Regions from separate parts of the Sus scrofa genome. Here all the other regions are linked to region 1. A link is a contact called in public targeted proximity ligation data. All regions are on one chromosome and are shown on one strand. The core of a region is the stretch at or near the end of the contact, and the rest is flanking DNA. Distances in the headings are between cores, read along the strand shown.

Region 1 (3,214 bases), core at 682-3,181:
TCACAGGCTGCCGGTGATGCAGAGACGGAAGATGAAAAATGGACATGTGTTATCCTGGACTAGAGTTCCTGGTATCTGTGTACTTAATCGCTAATATTTTCAATTAAATCATGAGGAAATAATTATCCAAACCCTAATTTCACCATCCACAGGGAAATTACTAGTTTATTATTCTTGAGAGGTTCGTACCAGGGCATCTAAATCTTTAGATAAGGACCTAATTTAATTTTAGTTCCCCTTCTGCTAAGATTTCATACTCTGGGGTAATATATACAAAAAAAAAAAAAAAAAGGAGAGAAACATGTGAGCGGTCTCTGGGTCAAGAATATTAGCATGATTATTAATGAATAGAAATTTAGCTGTGATTCTTCTTAGGTCTCCAAAGTTCCTTCTCACACGCTATCTTATTTATTCTTAAAGATAATATAAAGCAAAAATTCCAAAAACAAAATATCTAAGTTGTCCTTGAGGCAAACTGAATCTTGGGAAAAGCCTTATTTTTACAGGTATATATTAGCAAACTTATACCACTTTGAATCATAGAGTTTTATGGCTGAAAGAGATCATTGGACAGAGGGTCACCTGTTTTAAAGGTGGATCAAAGGCTCAGAGCAGAGCCAGAGCTTGGCAAAGCTCACACAGAAGCAAAGCGAGGACGGGAGCCCTGGTTTTCTCTCGTCCACCCAGCCTTCTTTCCTCCGCTCCATCCTATTTCCCTTACTGACCTCTATGCATTCTTTTATATTTATTTTTCTATTTTTTTTTTGTTTGTTTGTTTAAGGCCATACCTGTGGCACATGGAGTTCCTGGGCTAGGGGTCAAATTGGAGTTGAAGCTGCTGGCCTACACCACAGCCACAGCAATGCCGGATCCTTCACCCACTAAGCAAGGCCGGGGATCAAACCAGCATCCTCATGAAGACTGTTGGGTCCTTAACCAGCTGAGCCGTAATAGGCAACTCTATTCATTTGTTTAAATGCAGGTTTCAATTTTAAAACTAAAAAATTTTAATTACCCCTATTAGCCAAACCCATGTCCCTTCTTCTGTCTCCACCCACTGGCTTTAATCTCTGCTCTCGGCTGCTTTTTCTAAAGTTTAGAAACTTACCATCCTTAAAAAAAAAAAAAAACAAAAAAACCAAAAAACCAAAAAAATAAAACAGCTTCCCTTTGATCCTGCCTCTGCCTCAAACTCGCTGGCCCCTCCCTTCAGAGCACAACTTTCTGAGCGAAGGTCCACCCACACACCCTCTTCTTCCTTCCGCCCGCACACCCCTCAGCCCACTGCCCTGGAAGCCTGTGGCTGCCACGCCAGGGAACTCTCCTCCCTGCAGTCGCTCAGGGTCTCAGACCTGGCAACACCTGCAGATCTGTCTCTGCTGCCTGTGATGGCATTGGCCAGTCCTTCCTTTTTAAAACCCTCTCATCCCAGGCTCCAGGATGCCAGCTCTCCAGGGCTCCCTCCTCTTCCGTCTCCCTAGCGGGCACGCTGCTTCTCTGAGTCAGCAGGGCTGTGAGGCGTGGAGGTGTGGATGGGCCGGGGGCAGAAGAGAGGCACAGCCATCCCCACACGTGCTCCTCCCCGTCTCCTGCCTGCACCACGCAGCTCGGTAATCCTGTCTTTCCTTCCTGCATGTATTCAACACCTGTTGAGAACCAACCATATGCCAAACCGTGTACCACACCCTGGGGCCCCAGCGATGAAAGGTGAGTGTGCAATCTCTCTCCCTTCAGTGTGCACCTGCCTCCAAGTCACACCCCTCCAACCCATCCTTCTTCTGGAAAGTTCTGGCAGGTCCTGTCCCTCCCTTCTGAAACTCCTCCCATGGGTTTCTTTTTCCACCCGAGTCCTTAGCATGGCACAGAGCTCGGGTTTAATCCATGTGTCTAGCCATTCTCCCCAAGGAACACCCCGGTCACACCCAGAACATACCATTTCCCCAAACACACACAGCCTCTCGTGACTCTTTGCCTTCACGTGTGCTGTCCCCTCTCTCCAGGCCACCCTGACGTATCTTCTTAGGGTGGTTAAATTCTCTTCATCCTTCAAAGCCCAGGCAAAAACATCACCTTCCCAACGGCGCCTTGTCAACACCGCCTTCGTCGTTACCACTGTACACCGAACAAAGTCACTGCGACACGTATCACTTTAAATTGAAACTTGTTTCATGTCAGCCTTCTCAATGACTCTGAGAACAAAAACTACATATTATTTATTTTCACACATGCCTAATGCCCAGCAAAGTCCCGGGGAGACAGTTCTGAATGTAAACATCAAAAAAAAAAACCGTGTTGAATTAATCACTGTATTTTCGGTGGTGCCACAACTCCTCGGTGCTTGTGCTTCCCATCAACATTTCATGTGCTCTGGTTCTTCACCGTTGTCTCATCTCACTACTTCTTTTCATTCTATTTATGGGCTTCAAGGGGAAAAGGCAAAACCTGGCCTCTTTGCTCATCCCTCAGGCTCCTCTTCTTTATTAAATTGAAACCAAAAATACGAAACCACAAAAGGACTTTTGGTTCAAGCCCCTCCTCCTGTAGATAGCAGTGAGGACAGATTTCCTTTCACTGGATTTGATTTATTCCTTCATAATGGAATAAAAATTAACCTCGCGGAAACAGTACATACAGCCAGAGGTAATTCAATGACAAATGAATGAGATGTTACACAACAGCACAGCTTAATTGGCTCTTCTTGATTGAAAAGGCACAGCCTCTGTAGTGTACAGTGTGTAATTTCCTTTCGTTCTTTCTACTATTGTCATTGTGTTGCAATGGCTACACATCCCTCTTTGAAAACCAAGCCTTCCGCTCATCCTTTTCCTGCCCTTGTAAATGAACCACACCCACCCACCCTCGACGTCACTGGGATTGAATTAAAAAGTCACTACACAAAAAAGCAGGTCATTGCTCTGCCTCCAGGATGCTCCTGCCACCCCCACCCCCCACACTCGTCCATCCCATTATTTCTCCCATCCGGTTGCCAGGTTCCCCCACACTCGCATTTTTGGGGTTTGTACCTTGACCCCCTGTTTTCCTAGCAATGTGAATCAGGTTGTGTCTGGACCAGCCATCCCTCCCTCATCACAGCCAGAAAGCAGTGCCCTGCCTCTGGCCACGCTTGCCAGCATAAGCTTCAAGGAGCACCTTCCCCCCCCGTCTGCCCAACACACATAGCAGAGGAAGGAGACTGACAGGTGTCTCCTCTGTT
Region 2 (3,083 bases), core at 482-2,981, 220 kb before region 1:
GCTAACCTATTACAAATTCCTTCTGCAGGTTTGTTAAAAACTACAAATAGATTACATTCTCTCAAGAACACAAACATAAGACTGTCTCTTCTTTGCAGAGTTCACACTGTCTACAGAAATCCATGCCTACTTTTAATCTTTGTCTTTTGTCTTTTTAGAGCCACACCCACAGCATCTGGAGGTCCCCAGGCTAGGGGTCTAATGGGAGCCATAGCCACCAGCCTACACCACAGCCATAGCAACACCAGATCCGAGCCGCCATCTGCAACCTACACCGCAGCTCATGGCAATGCCAGATCCTTAACCCAATGAGCAAGGCCAGGGGTAGAACGTGCATCTTCATGGATGCTGGTCAGAGTCGTTTCCAGCTGAGCCACGATGGGAACTCCTATTTTTAATAATTTAAAATTTTAATCATTTTAAAAAATGATTTTGGCATCTGACTGCACAAACCAGAAGCAAAGGAAATGTTTAAGATGAATTTTATGAGCTATATTCACAGAGAGATGTCAGAAGACCACAGGTCAGCTTCGGTGTGAGCTACCCAGTTTGTTAGTCTTTTGGCATTTCCTTGTGTCTAGGATGTATAAAAATCCAAGGGTATAAAAATGAAATTACACTGCTAACCACTCACAGAAATAGCAACAATTATTTATTCATTTATACTTTTATTTTTGGTCACACCTTGGAATGTACAGATTCCTAAGCCAGGGGTTGAAACTGTGCCACAGCAGTGACCTGAGCTGCTGCAGGGACAAGGCTGGGTCCTTAATCTGCTGAGCCACATGGGAACTCCTTTTTTTTTTTTTCTTTTGAGCAACAGAAACTTTTAATGCTACAAATTTTAATCAGATAACTAGAAAAATGTCTTCCTATCCTGCAGCGAAAACTGAATTCACGAGATACAAAGAAGGAAATACACTGGACCTTAAAAGTATTTGTAAATATCCAAGGCTAGATCCCAAAGATGATCAGGGTTTTTTTTTTTCATCCCTAGTGAAATATATGAGAGCACAAAAGGACCTCTCTGTCTCAAGATAATACTCTATGAATTCTCTAGCCCAAAGCTGTCAGCATGGTTAGCCACTAAACTTCCACAATAACTCTCAACCTAGGTAAAGCAGATACTTAAGGAAGCACTAACAGAAAAGTGCGTAACTGTCGCAATGAGATGTTTTTCCATTTAACTTTTAAGACTTCAGATTGTTTTATACATAATAACTATAAATGTCAATATCTATACACACAAAGAGATGACGATGACGACGATGAAGATGAAGAAAAAAGATAAACACAGATAGCGGCAGAGTTCCATAGTGGTAACAAACCTGACTAGTATCCTTGAGGACGTGGGTTCGATCCCTGGCCATGCTCAGTGAGTTAAGGATCCAGCATTGCCGTGAGCTGTGGTGTAGGTTGCAGATGTGGCTCGGATCCTACATGGCTGTGGTTGTCGGGTAGGCTGGCAGCTCTAGCTCCAATGTGCCCCCTAGCCTGGGAACCTCCATATGCCACAGGTGCGGCCCTAAAAACAAACAAAAAGAGCAAATACGGGTCATTTTTATAATTACCATAAATACTGGTAATTTTATGATTAGCATTGAGCTAGTTGGTAGTGAAATTCTAGCACTAGGAGACAAAGTTGATTGTGCCAACAGAGCCAGCAGATCAGAAATACAAGGATTCAAAGGGCAGCTGACACAAGAAGCTCGCTTTTATGTTGCAACAGGAGTGTGCAACCAGCATTCCTACGCCCTGCCCAATGGAGCGTGTTGTCTGGTCGCTCCAGTCCCTCCTGTGTGCAGTGGACTCACGTGAGCCGTCTTTGGGTCCCAGCTCCAGTCTTCGGCTGGAAAGGCAAATTACTTGAGCCCTAGAGCCATCAGCCTCCAATGAGGATTAAATAATCTCCCTCCGTATCACTGTGAGGAGCAAGTGAGCTCATCGCACACGAGAGCCCTGGGTGACCTGTGCTGCACAGAGCAGATGGGACATGTCTCTATTTTCACAGAGAAGACCCTCCTCCAGCCACCCATCTCCAGGGTGCCAGAATGTTTACAGAGCACTGAGGCATTCTGATACAAGGAGGAAGCACAAACTGTAATGAAAGTGACTTCAACCAACATGTGAGCACTCGGCAGGCACAGCTATAGGCCCGGCACTGCACTGGTCATTGTAGGAAACAGAAAAACAAAAACCCAAACATCAGGATTTGGTCCTGTGGCTCCATAAATAAAAACCTTCAGGAGTTTCCCCTTGTGGCTCAGTGGTAACAAACCCAACTAGTATCCATGAGGATGTGGGTTTGATCCCCACCTTCACTCAAAAGACTAAGGATCTGGTGTTGCCATGAGCTGTTGTGTAAGTCGCAGACACAGCTCAGATTGGCTGTGGCTGTGGTGTAGGCCGGCAGCTGCAGCCCTGCTTCCACCCCTAGCCTGGAAACATCCATATGCCACAGGTGCAGCCATTTAAAAACAAGGTTTCACTAAGGAAGCAAAACCAGTCCCGTGAAACGGTAACAAGGCATAGATGCCAGCACATGACCAAGGGGCTAAACTTTTTAAGTGGGACTTACTTCAAAACCTTAAAGAAAGGGAAATGTTCTTACTTTTAATGGACAGAAAGTTTAAAGGTGGCATTCAGCTGGGAGAAAGAGGATAAAGACAGGTATCAAGGCAGGAATTATCTGTGGGTCTGATTAGGGATTGTCTTCAGCAAGTGGTAAAAGAGCAGAAATTCTTTAGACTATGGGGAACCAAGGAAAAATTTTAAACTGAATCCAGTGGGCCTGAAATGAAGACTAACATGGATCTAAAGGTCACAGGAAATTTTGCCCACGGTAACAGTCGCAAAGGCAGAGGCTGAGGCTGATTGGGAAAGTTTTAAGAAATGCAAAAAAACCTCAGTCAGCAACAGGCTCATTTCCAAATCTAAATTCCTTGCCCTGTTTTTTACCCACAAATCCGCAAAGGCCCGAGTGGGAAAAAAAAAGAGGTCATTTCCGATAAGCCAGAAGAGACGTTAAGGTGGACTCATCGCCATCACGTGGCTCACACCAGGCTTGGGAAGCCGGCGGGGTC
Region 3 (3,317 bases), core at 70-2,569, 250 kb before region 1:
AGTCTACATCCTTAACCACTGTGTTACACTAGCTCCATTTTGCAGTGTGCAAAATTAACTGTTCTTCTTTTCTCTTTACAGGGGAGATTAGGAGGAGGGTAGCTAAGGAAGAGGACAGAAAGCTGTCAGAGTCATTTAATGAAAAAGTTACTGGGTGATTTGGACTAGGAGGGTCGAAGGAGCAAGGGAACGAATTCTGGCAGGAAATATGGAAAAGAAATGCCTGGCAACTGATTGAATATGAGTGGGGTGGAGGGAGTGGCGTGAGGGAGAAAAGAAGGGTTGAGAATTATACCCACTGCTCTGCCCTGGGGTATTGCACAGGCAGCGGTGGGTAGTCCCTGAAAATGGTCACTTAGCAAGTTAGGGAACAGGGTATGTGAAAAGGGGCCACCAACTGAGTCAATGATTTTTTTTTTTTTTTTTTTTTTTGTCACTTTGTCCTTTTAGGGCCACTTCCTCAGCATACGGAGGTCCCCAGGTTAGGGGTCTAATTGGAGCTATAGCCGCGGGCCTACACCACAACCACAGCAATGCGGGATCCAAGCCGCGTCTGCGACTTACACCACAGCTCACGGCAACGCTGGATCCTCACTGGGCAAGGCCAGGGATCGAACCCGAAACCTCATGGTTCCTAGTCGGATTTGTTTCCGCTGCACCACGACGGGAACTCCTGAGTCAATGAATTCTTGACTTCATATGGAAAGGCCCAATGAGGACAGATACTGCAGAGCTTCTCTCTAGGGTATATCCAGTGACAAGTGACACATCCTGATGACGCAGCCAGCAGTCTTCAACCACCATGCTCACCCCCTCTGCCCCTTCAGAAATACATAAACAGCTGGCTGATTTATTACAAGGTGGAGAAAAACACTCAGGAAAGATGCAGAAAACTTTCAAAAGAAGAAAGCTTAACACTGTCAAGGTCTAAGACAACCTGAAAGTTACACGTCAGGCCAGAGCTCTCTAGGTTAGAAGATGTTTCATAACCAGGTAGCTATCACAACAGACAAGGCCAAGTGGCTTTTTTCATGGTGCAGCCTCTTCATCGTTCCCACTTGAAGGCTAGTGAGATCAATGTTACAGAAAGGAAACATTTAAAGGTCAGGCTGCTAAAAAGTTCACCATAAAACCCTTCAAGACTCTCTTTTCCCTCTACTCCTTTTATTAAGCGTATGGCTTCCTTTTTCCTCTATGTGTGCAGAAACCATTTTGCCTTTTCTCAATGCTATGAATGCAAATAGGATCGCTTCCCCTTTCTTGTTCTTGTACTTCTCTAAAACTGTCAGCAATCATGGACTGGTGTTAACTGAGGCTACGTAACAGAAAAACCTCTGCGGCTTGTTGTGAAACGAGTTATTTCAATCTCATCTGAGACAGGGTATCTTGTGGGAAGGTGGACAATTTCTAATACAGCTTCACAACCACGTGGATGTGCTGACTTACTCCAATTTTCGCAGGAGCCACCAAGAGCCAGGCTCATTTCTTGGCTTCTTGATGGGATACTCATTATCCCATTTGAAGGCAAGACTCTGAATTTAAGCGTCTGGCATAATCTGAATTATAAGTGTGGCCATTACAAGCTGATTGACGGTGTTGAAAGGCACAAAAGAGACCGTGATGAAGCCCATCTACAAATATTAAGGTCCAAGAAGTCTTCCTTCTTAGCTGAGACTTAAGCCAACCTCTCCCCAGCACCCCTGGCATTCTAAGTCGTCCTCTCCCCTCTCCAAAGGCTACCATCATGCCTTGTAGAACTAGTAGGCAGGGAGGCAGCTATGGAAGGGAAATACTAATAAATCAAGTTTCGCCCTTACCTTGGTTTTCTGTGTCTGGCCCATTCACCAGACTGTCCTGTGTCTCTCTCTCTACCTCTGTCTTGCAAAATTAGGCCAACTAAATCTTACCTCTTTTGGAAAACTTTCTTTTTAAAAGAAGGAAAAGAAGAATTTGTATTTGTATGGGGACCTCATTTGTCCCTTTCGCTGGAGAGGCGGTGGGTCCCAACAGAAAGGGCATCGTCACCATTGTTCTATGAAGAATCCCCTCTACAGATGCTGCCTGAATAATTCTGAAATAGTTACGTGCATAGCATCCGTTCAGGACTACATAATACCTTCAGTTTTTCTGATCCTGTTATTATAAATAAATTAAGACCCTAAATCTAAAAAAAGGATACAATGAACTTCTCTGCAGTACAGATACTGACTCAGACTGTGAAAACCGTGTGGTTTCCCAAGGAGACAGGTTGGGGTGGGGAGGGATGGGCTGGGGGTTTGGGATGGAAATGCTCTAAAATTGAGTTGTGATGACCATTGTACAACTATAAATATAATAACGTTCACTGAGTTAAAAGCAAAAAAAAAAAAAAGACCCTAAAGAGCACTCAAGGAAGAAAGCCAGAAATGGAGGAGGACTGCTTCTCAGCTCCAATTTTGTGCTCAAATAACTAAACTACAACTCCCTTATATTTTCAGTAAACTGAAAGCCAGTATTTCCACTTTGATTATTGTCTAGGCTGCAATTCATTTTTAGAGGATAAAAATTTAATTACTTCATCCAAAATGTAATAATAATTCAGGGGGTCCCATTGTGGTTCAGCAGGTGAAGAACCTGACACAGTGTCCATGAGGATGCAGGTTCGATCCCTGGCCTTGCTCAGTGGGTTAAGGACCCGGCATTGCCACAACCTGTGGTATGGGTCGCAGATGTGGCTCAGATCCAGTGTTGCTGTGGCTGTGGTGCAGGCTGGCAGCTGCAACTCTGATTCAACCCCTAGCCCGAGAACTTCCATATGCCACAGGTGCAGCTGGCCATAGAAAGAAAATAATAATAATAATAATGATTTAATAACACTTAAAGTTACAGGGCTTTGGAGTTCCCACCCTGGCACAGTGGGTTAGGATCCTACTGCAACAGGTCAGGTCTCTGTGGAGGTACATGTTCCAACCCAGGGCTGGTGAGGTGGGTTAAAAGATTCAGCATTACTGCATCTATGGTAGAGGTTGCAGCTGTGGCTTGGATTCCAACCCTGGCCTGGAACTTCCAGATGCCACAAGTGCGGCCTTTAAAAAAATTAAATTAAAAAAAAGTTAGAGGGTTTTTCCCTTGTCTTCAATGATGAAGTATTCTTGTGGGTTATATGTAACTACTGAAATGATTAAGCTCATACCCGTAGGGCTAAGTTGTAAAAACACATGTATCCCCTGGGATAGACCATGATGAAAAGAATATAAAAAATAATGTGTATACCTATATATGTGTGTGTGTATGTGTGTATTACAGAAATTGGGACAACATTGTGAATCAAATATACA
Region 4 (3,309 bases), core at 395-2,894, 170 kb before region 1:
TTGTTTCTTAGGGCCACACCTGCGGCATATGGAAGTTTCCCAGCTAGAGGTCAAATCGGAGCTGCCGCTGCCGGCCTATACCACAGCTACAGCACCACCAGATAAGAGCCACGTCTGCAAGGCCGGATCCTTAACCCACTGAGTGAGGTCAGGGATCGAAACCGCATCCTCATAGATACTAGTCAGATTCTTCTCTCCCCCCCCCCCCCCCGCCCGCTGAGCCACAGTGGGAACTCCTGTGTGCTCTACCTTTAAATACATACTTATTACATCATATGAAGTCAGTTCCCCTGCAAAAGGCACTGTTCTGGTTGCTCAGTAGCTGAGGCTCTATATCACTCAGGATTAGTGCTAAAATGTGTCGTAGAGGGAACTGTTTCCTCTCCCTTTTAAGCTGAAAGTGGTATTTTACATTCTGAAAGAGCAAACAGATTTGCTGAATTGTGTTTAACAGCTTTCTGCATGAAAAGTTTCTGATGGGACCAAGAAACTACCATTCCACTGCGATGTGACTTTGGGGCGCACTCAAGAGTGCACAGAGCCTTCCAGAGCTGCAATCTTCTTTAACCCCTGGAAGAGTCACCTCCAGGAAAGGCTCCAGCCACAGAAGCCAACCATACACCATACCACCTGAGCAAGCGCGCTGAATGAAAGAAAGCGGAATCTGGAGCGAAACTTCTCGTTTCCTGTAGCTGTTGAGAGAGGTTGGACTCGCTCCTTCCCACATGGCTTAAGTCGAGCTATAAACATAACCATGTAGCCTGCCAGCTGGCCACAAGCTCTGGGGGCTTTCGGGGGCAGCCGCTGTGCTGTGCTCCCTTTTCCTCCTTTTGACCAGTGTCATTCCGCACAGATAACGGTATGAGAACGCCCTCCACTTCCTAGAGTCCTCATTTATGTCATGGTTCCTCTTTCAAGAAAACATGGGGACGAAACGCAAAGCAAAAGAAGAGACTAAAGGCAAAAGTACCCCCCATCAGCGCCCTTCATCCCCCTCCATCGTCCCCATAAAAGAGCAGGTTCAAATTCCTTTTGTTGTTCACCGACACACACACACACACACACACCCCACGTAGGTGAAGGGCACCCAAGACAGCTTGTTCTTTCCCGCCTCACAGAAAGCCCTTACGAAATCCTCCTACCATCTCAGGACGCAGGGCTCTAGCATTCAGCTAAAGAGCTAATAAACCATCTCAAGTCAAGGTCCAAGAAGTGGTCCGCAAAGCAGAAGGCTGCGAGGCAGGGCACGCTGAGCGCACCTAGATGTTTGCATTTACACAAAGAAATTAGCCGGCTGATTAATGGGAGACGCCGGCTGGAGGCGGAGGCGCCCGCGCCGGCCTCCTTACCTGGGACATCTGAGGCCTCAGGTTGATCTCCTTCAGGTTAATAGAGTGCGCCCGGAGGTTGTTGAGCAGCTGGCAGAGCAGGACTCCATCGCGGAGGGTCTGAGCCAGGTCGAACACCTGCGCCGAGTCCCAGGTCACCCGGTGGTTGGCGGGCAGCACCTTGCAGTGGATGAGCCACTGTGCGCACTGCTTCCACGGCTCCATGCCCGACGGCTCCCGGACGCTGCCGGCCCGGGGCAGGCGGCGAGGATGCGGCGGCCGCCGCCGCGGTTCCTCCGCCCCGCCGACGCCAACGCCAGCCGCGGCGGGCCCCTTCCCAACGAGGGTGCGACGGTGCGAGGGAGCCGGCGCCCGGGCGGGTGGATCCGGGGCTTTGCGCGGGGTTCGGCTCCGGTCCCGGCCGAGGTCCGCCGCCGCCCGGCCGCCGCTGCAGCGCGTCCAGCGCTCTCTCCGTGCGCTCCGGCCGGCTCGGCGGCGACCGCCGCGCACAGGCTTCCGACTCGCGAGCCCGGCGCCGGGCAACTGAGCATGCCCAGCGCGCCGGCCGGTCTCGCTGCCGTCTGCGAGTCCCCAGAGGCGCGGGTGGGAGAGCGCGCGCCGCCCTGGCCTGGGGTCGGCGGCCCGGGCGCGGAGGGGAGGAGGCGGGGGCGGGATGGCCGAGGGGATCCCGGCGCTCCCGCCCACCGCCCCCCCAGGTTGGCGAGGCTCACACAGCCCCAAGCGTCTGAAGATCTTCTACCGGGACGCCTTCCCGGTTTGGGGAGAGAGTATCTGAACACTGTAATTCTGCGGGGGTTCCTGTTAGGACCCCCTAAACCGCGAGCACAATTTTTAAAGGATCTGAGAGGAGGGAAGGATTAATTGGGGCATCGGGACTCCCCGGGGGGAGGGCACAGAGCATCCTGAGAATGCAAGGCTGAAAGTTTTAGAGATCGTTGCCCCCGCAACCCTTCCACCCGCTAAATTCTCTTCCTGCAGATAATTCCAGTTCCTCCAAGTTAGTTGCTCTTAAAGCTGTTTGGGCACCTTAAAAGCGTGTGTTTGGAGACGCCTGCAGAAACCCGCCCCCCACCCCGAGCCTATTTCAACAAGAGATATTTTTCACTTAGAGATGGTGTCCCTCTCCCGTCGCAGGTTCGGAACTGTTGGGCGCCGCAGGCCCGGCCCTTTTGCTGACCGCACAAAAAACCTGCGGGAGAGAAATAGGCCTGTGAAACGCCCAGGAGTTCCCGGCGGCCACACTGCGCATGCGTGGGCGCCCCGGGCCGGGGTTTGAGAGCAGTTAACAGCAGTCTTCAGCGGCACGGGTAGGGCTAAGCTGGGGGACGTGTAGTGAAAGTTGGAACAGGACCCCAGAACTCTAGTGCTGGCTGAGCAGCGCCTGTGCATTTCTTAAATCTTTGGGGGTTGCCCAACGCTGGCCCCTTTTACTCCCACCGTCCCTCAAAACCAAAAATAGTGTTTGAATTCTTTTTCTCAAGGTATTACCACATCCAGCTCTTGCCGTTCTGTGTAAATGTGATTCTGGGTCACTGTTTCGAGAGGTATTCTTTTACATTTTGAAAATAAAAATGAAATATGAAATCTGGGATTTTACATCATTTTTTAATTTTACGTTTCCGTAGTTCAAACTTTCTATTATGAATCACATTAATTTGATAAGCAGGGCAAAATATTATGTTTAAAAGTATTTCTGATAAGGACAGGGACTGCATGCCTTTCCACTAGCCTGTGACAAGAGCAGCACACGGTGAATGTTAAACAATAACTCAGCCTGAGGATTTCCTTTCCTCACGGGCATCCTTCCCCAGCCACTTCCTCTTGTGTTCAAACTAGATTGCACCAATGGTACAATGTTTCCTAACCTGTAATTTTGGCAAATATATCCTCCTAAACTTATCATCTTTAGAAACAAAATCCAACACATGTGAATCACCCGTGCAGTACAAGGTCCTGCATA

Evidence for each region.
Region 2: a targeted proximity ligation map of alveolar macrophages shows a contact between it and region 1. A contact is called at or near these places in 1 of 47 Hi-C or Micro-C datasets (epiblast stem cells) and 1 of 2 datasets of targeted methods (alveolar macrophages).
Region 3: a contact with region 1 is called in a targeted proximity ligation map of alveolar macrophages. A contact is called at or near these places in 1 of 47 Hi-C or Micro-C datasets (skeletal muscle) and 1 of 2 datasets of targeted methods (alveolar macrophages).
Region 4: a targeted proximity ligation map of alveolar macrophages shows a contact between it and region 1. A contact is called at or near these places in 3 of 5 promoter capture datasets (fetal liver and liver), 4 of 47 Hi-C or Micro-C datasets (embryonic fibroblasts, retroperitoneal adipose tissue, skeletal muscle and 1 more) and 1 of 2 datasets of targeted methods (alveolar macrophages).

Annotation. Positions count from the first base shown.
Region 1 is chr4:111,648,873-111,652,086 of Sscrofa11.1, reverse strand. All of the region lies in intron 1 of LOC106510205 (a long non-coding RNA gene), which reads right to left. Among named protein-coding and RNA genes, the nearest start is that of SLC25A24, 70 kb to the right of the region's middle.
Region 2 is chr4:111,871,464-111,874,546 of Sscrofa11.1, reverse strand. The region is part of intron 1 of VAV3 (guanine nucleotide exchange factor VAV3); the gene reads right to left. Among named protein-coding and RNA genes, the nearest start is that of VAV3, 48 kb to the right of the region's middle.
Region 3 is chr4:111,899,918-111,903,234 of Sscrofa11.1, reverse strand. The region is part of intron 1 of VAV3 (guanine nucleotide exchange factor VAV3); the gene reads right to left. Among named protein-coding and RNA genes, the nearest start is that of VAV3, 77 kb to the right of the region's middle.
Region 4 is chr4:111,823,406-111,826,714 of Sscrofa11.1, reverse strand. VAV3 (guanine nucleotide exchange factor VAV3) reads right to left here and starts at 1,644. Exons shown (of 28, transcript XM_021090110.1): 1 at 1,350-1,644. The coding sequence starts at 1,553.